Regions from separate parts of the Mus musculus genome. Here region 1 is linked to region 2. A link is a contact called in public promoter capture Hi-C data. All regions are on one chromosome and are shown on one strand. The core of a region is the stretch at or near the end of the contact, and the rest is flanking DNA. Distances in the headings are between cores, read along the strand shown. Region 1 holds the start of Pthlh (parathyroid hormone-like peptide). Region 2 holds the start of Tmtc1 (transmembrane and tetratricopeptide repeat containing 1).

What was found. Promoter capture Hi-C pulls out the DNA fragments that hold promoters and counts their contacts.
Region 1: a promoter capture Hi-C map of liver shows a contact between it and region 2, with 5 times the contacts expected there. The contact joins the promoter of Pthlh here to the promoter of Tmtc1 in region 2.

Annotation. Positions count from the first base shown.
Region 1 is chr6:147,262,599-147,265,330 of GRCm38.p6, reverse strand. It overlaps Pthlh (parathyroid hormone-like peptide), which reads left to right and starts at 1,318. Exons shown (of 4, transcript NM_008970.4): 1 at 1,318-1,746; 2 at 1,936-2,061. The coding sequence starts at 1,961.
Region 2 is chr6:148,443,050-148,445,749 of GRCm38.p6, reverse strand. It overlaps Tmtc1 (transmembrane and tetratricopeptide repeat containing 1), which reads left to right and starts at 1,398. Exons shown (of 20, transcript NM_198967.5): 1 at 1,398-1,849. The coding sequence starts at 1,551.

The sequences.
Region 1 (2,732 bases), core at 69-2,568, 1.2 Mb after region 2:
TCTCATGGGGCTCCCCACTCCAGATCAATTAGGGCTCCAGCATCTTTGGGGAAGGGTTATCACAGAGTGTCACAGGTTCAAACTTTCTCTTTTCGTGCCATGTAAACATGTCTAACAGTTACAAATTCTTAACCACTTAAAGGACGTTATGGAAATTCCCGGGTTTCTTTTTAAGGTGGGAAGAAGCCAACTTTTTTTTTTTTTTTACAAGTATGAAGTTTAAAGGAATCAAGGGAAAGAGACAAGGGCTTCTGATGAGAGGGAACCCCGCCCAAGACAGCTGAAAGCTTTAACTGCTGGCGAGCAGCAAGGCTTAGGGGAGGGGAGGGGTGAGAAGTCCTAGGAGTACCCACCCCAGAAGTCTGTAGAGCATCACAGCCCAGGTCTGACAAAGGTCTTTGAGTGACACTAGCCTCCTAGAGAGTCAGATGAAATTTTCCAGCAGTATTGTCTAGAAGGCAAACTTCTTTGAGTGGTTCCCATGTTCATTTCAGCGTGATCTAGGACCTGGGGGGAAACTAGTATTCACACACACACACACACACACACACACACACACACACACACACACACCTCTAGACCCACAATCAGTAACTCACAACTTTCTCCCCCACCCCCCACCCCCACTCCCTGCCCAGCAGCACTGAGAAGCTGAAGCAAATGGGCACTCAGTGAATCTTTATCAGGACATAGAGTAGGTTATCAGAAGAAGGTGAGAAAGAAGGACTCTGCGCATTCCAGGTCGTCTGTGATCACAAAGTGGGTCTTCTTCCTTGCTCACACACCCGTTCTAGGACCTGCTCCAGACGTGATGTCCCCAACCCTTCCCAAACAGTAAGACCCAAAATCGCCTTTGCTCTTCTGGGTGCTAGGTTTAGTCCCCTCCCCAGGAGAAGGCCACACCAGGCAGGAATGCAGTGCAATGCGAGCTTGCAAGCGAGCTTGGGACTCTTGGGATTCTCAGGCCACCCGGGGTTCCTCCTTGCTGTTTGTAGGGACCTGGACTCCTGGACCTGCCACTCAGGCGACAGCAGGCCGGTTCAGGAGGAGGAGAGCGTCAGATCGGCCCACGCGGGCCAGGACTGGGGTGGGGCTCCGTGGCTCCGGGCTCCCCTGTGCTCCCCGCCCCCGCCGGCCCGCTCACCCCTGCCTGCTCCGCCGGCGCGCGTTCCTCGGGCGCCACCTCTTTGCGACTCGCTCACTTCTCAGCAGGTTGGCCCCGGAGCGTGTGAACCTTCCAGGGCTGGGCTCACAGCTACTCTCCAACCTGCGCCGCCCCAGCTGGGCCGCTCCGCCCCGCTGCCGGAACCCGCCCTCGCGGCCACCTGGCCCTCGCATCCACGACACGCGCGCCTGCAACTTGTTCAAGGGCGTTGTGGAATCAACTTTCCGGAAGCAACCAGCCCACCGAAGGAGGTAGACCGACAGCTATGTATATATACGCGCTCTGCCGCAAGTGGCTGTGCACCCAGAGGCCCGGTGCGCAGGACAGCTGACTCCTGAGGAACACCCGCGTTTGAAGAGGGGTTTGACCTGCCCCACGACCCAGAGTGCTGCCGCCAAGACTAATTAGACATTGCTATGGGAGCCACAGCAACGCGCCACGCATCCCCGACGCCTATGTAAAACGCCCGGTTTTCGCTCTTCTTTCAGAGGAAGCTCTCTGATTGCTTTTTCCCCTCTCGGGTCCCTTTTTGCCTGTGCGGTTTGAGAGAGGCGCAGTTAGAGGCGCTGATTCCTACACAAGTAAGTGCTCAGGGGCTCGGAGACACTTTTTTGCTTTCTTTTTCTTGTTTTCTTTTTTCCTCCTAACTTGTGAGATGCCCTCGACTTTGGAGTGGCTGTTGGGAAGCCACGGGGTTCCAAAAGAGGGAGCGGGGCAGTGCGAGGAAGAGATGGAGAGCCGGGACTGACCCTCGGGTTCCACTCTTGCAGGTCCCCAGAGCCAGCGAGCGGCACGATGCTGCGGAGGCTGGTTCAGCAGTGGAGTGTCCTGGTATTCCTGCTCAGCTACTCCGTGCCCTCCCGCGGGCGTTCGGTGGAGGGGCTTGGCCGCAGGCTGTAAGTACCGGTCTTCCTCCTGGGGTGAGGGGTGGGGAAGACCAGCGCCAGCTGAGGCGGGCGATGCTGAGGAAGCCTAGGGGTCCCTGATGGTCCCAACCTGAGTTGGACACAGTCACGGGGTACCTGCTAGCAAGGGGCTGAGCCCAGGAAAGCCATCTAGAGAGCTGGTGAGACCCCAAAATGGACAGGCACGAAACAAGTTTGATGTGCCTTTCCATAAGAGGGAGTCTTTTTCAGAACCTGGGCCGGCAAGATATCTGTCTGCAGGGAACCACCAAAGTTACTTTATCCACCGAGAGGTTCTGAAACTCAGCAGGAAACTGGGGGATTCAGGAACTGTCTGTGTGCCTCTGTGTGTGTCTGTGTGTGTCTGTGTGTGTCTGTGTGTGTGTCTGTGTGTGTGTCTGTGTGTCTGTGTCTGTGTGTGTGTGTGCGCGCACACAAGCGAGTGGATATGTCTAAATGTGGGTGGCAGTCTGTGTGTGAAAAGCAAAAACGTTGTGTCTAGTTTTATTATGAATGACATAATTTTAAGCATATAAAACAGGACTGTGTTACATAACAAAGCATATTATATAATTTAGTAGTAACAACTTTTTAATGGCAAACGTCCAACTTTAGTATCGATACCATTCAGGAAGGCGGGTGTGCTTGTCTCCAAAATGGAC
Region 2 (2,700 bases), core at 149-2,648:
GAGGGTCAGATGTTCTAAGAAAGCTGTCATTGGGACACAAGATTTCAGCTTTGCTCCTCTCTCACCAATTTTGATTCACCAAGAAAAACCAACAATAAACAAAACATCAAAAGAGGCAAGAATGGATCCTGTCTTGGACTATGTCCCTGTTAATTTGGGAACTGCTGCATTAAGTGCTCTGGTGTTTAAATTTAAGGAGCCATCGGGAGGCTCAAAGAACAAATTCTCCTTTCCATTTCAAGTTTCTTTTCTTTCTTGTCAAAAGTTTGATGTTGTTTGGCTTTTGTTTGTTTTAATGACGACTTTATTTTGAGGTTTGGGGTCTGGATGTATGAAGTCTCAGTTAATTTCAGTAATAAAGCCATGTCCATTCACAAGTGGCCTGAAAGAACCAACGGGGCTTTTCAGTATTAGGGGAAGTCAGTGTTTTTCTGGAATACCTCATTTATTTGTTGTGATTGGCATTCAAAAGTAGAACAGTTTCGAGAAAGACAGGAAGTTTCTGAGCCAGAGGCAATGCCAAGGCAGTCCATAGTTTTAATTTGTATTTAAGGGTCAAGGCAGTCTCCCAGGAGACAATAATTATTCCCAAGAGATCCAACCAGTAAAATAGCAGGTAAAGTAGCTGGGCCTGGGCAGCTGAGGTAGGGGGTACTCTAGGATTCGAGATCAGCCTGGCTTCTGTAGCCAATGCCCAGGACTGCCTGAATGTCAGCCTAAGGCAGGGTCTCAAAACCAAAACCAAAAGAAAGCCAGAAGTAATGTGTTCAGCGCCTCCTTCATTGCTTAAGAGTTTAAGGGAAAAACAAAAGGAAGAGCTTCCCATACGGAAATAAAAATCAAAACCGGGCTTATTATAAGCAGCAGCAGAAACAGCAAGGAGGCAGTTCACAGCCGGGGATGCACCCCTGGGCTTTGGGGAAAGGACTGCTGCGCGCGTTGCGTTCCCAGGACTGGGGCATAGCACCTTGGAAGACTTTAAGCCCTGCGGGTGCTGGAGCTTGTCCCCCATCTGTCCAGCTGGTTTCGAATCGCTCACGCCTCCAGGGAGAGAGGGTGTCCGGGTCCAGACTGAGTACCTGACAAGCCTGCCGATTTGCGGCCGGGAGGCGGCGGGGACCTGCCCCTCCGCAGCTGAGACCGGCTGGGGACTGGTCTGGGAAAGCAGTTGGGCGTACCCGGTGGGACCCTGGGTGGCCTTCCCGCGTGTCCCCTCAAGCCCTGCGGCGACCCGCTAAACCTGCGCGCTCTGGCTGTCCCGGACTCAGCGCCAGCTGGTAGAGGCCAGGTGTTGGGGACCTCAGGTCCCAGGATCCAGGAGGCGGAGGCGCGCAAGCGGGCATGCGCAGAGTGGGCGGAGGCGGCGGCGATGGCCCGGGGAGGCGGGGGGATCGCTGTTTATTTGCAGCTGGGCCACCGCGGCGGCAGAGCACCGGGCGCCCGGGCGGGGACAGTGGGCGTGCGATGCCTGAGCCAAGCAGGCCGCTGCGCGCCCGGGTCCCGGCCGGGGAGGATGCGCGCTGCGCGGGAGCGGCCGTGCGGGCGGTGCGATGCTGGTGACCCGCGGGGACCGCGGCGGCGGGGAGCGCGCGCCCTCGCGGCGCCCGCGCTGCGGGCTGGTTCCAGCGGGGGCCGCGGCGCTGCTAGCTGGGGCCAGCTGCCTTTGCTACGGCCGCTCGCTGCGGGGCGAGTTTGTACACGACGATGTGTGGGCGATCGTGAACAACCCCGACGTGCGGCCCGGGACACCGCTGCGCTGGGCCATCTTCGCTAACGACTTCTGGGGCAAGGGCCTGGCGGACAGCACCAGCCACAAGTCCTATCGGCCACTGTGCGTGCTGTCCTTCAGGTGAGCCTGTGCGTCCTGGGGTCTAGACGCCTCTCCTTGGAGAAGGGATGGTACGGCGGGGACACTTCTGACAGGTCCCTCGGTACCTCCTCTAGGTTGTTCTCCCCTTTCTCTCAGTTCTACCCCTGGTCTTTTAGTCATCAGCCAGATCCTCCTGGATTTATCTTGTGTTCTGGCTGTTCAGTCTGGTCCTCTAGGTTCTACGCTTTGCATCTCTGCCCTGTTCCGTTCTCCAATCTCTGCCCCAGGTCCTCTGGGCTCTATGCTTGGCGCTCCTGATTCTATCTTAAGTGTTCTCCAGGGTCTGTCCCAGGCCCTCACAACTCTAGTATTCTGTCAGCGCAGCCCCAGATTTTCTCTGAACGAGGTTCTCTCCGCTCTGCCCCGAGATCTCGTTGCTCTGGCTGGGTTCTCTCGGGTCGGACTCTGATCCTATTGCTCCAGGCTTAGTCCTGAATCCACCTGGCTCTACCTCTGGTCATTACCCGGGACAGCTTAAGGTTCTCAAGGCTTTGCTCAGGTTCTGAAGCACTACATCGTTTTCTTCTGGCTCTGTTTTGGGTACTCTCCGCGCTACTCGGGGAGATCTCTGCTCTGCCCTATATCTTCCCAGCTAAACCTAGGTTCTCCCGCGCTTCCTGGCTGCGGAGTTGGGACCGAGTTCTGCCTGCTATGTCCCCCGGGGCTTCAAGGATGGCAGACTTCTCGCTGGAGCTTTTCCTACCCGCGATTAGCGGGTTCCAGAGGGTGGCGATGCTCCAAGTTGTCAGCTTCTCCAGGGAGGTTGTACTGCTGGGCAGATGAGGAATAAAGGGACCGGACCAGGTGGCCTACGATGCTCCTGAAGCTGC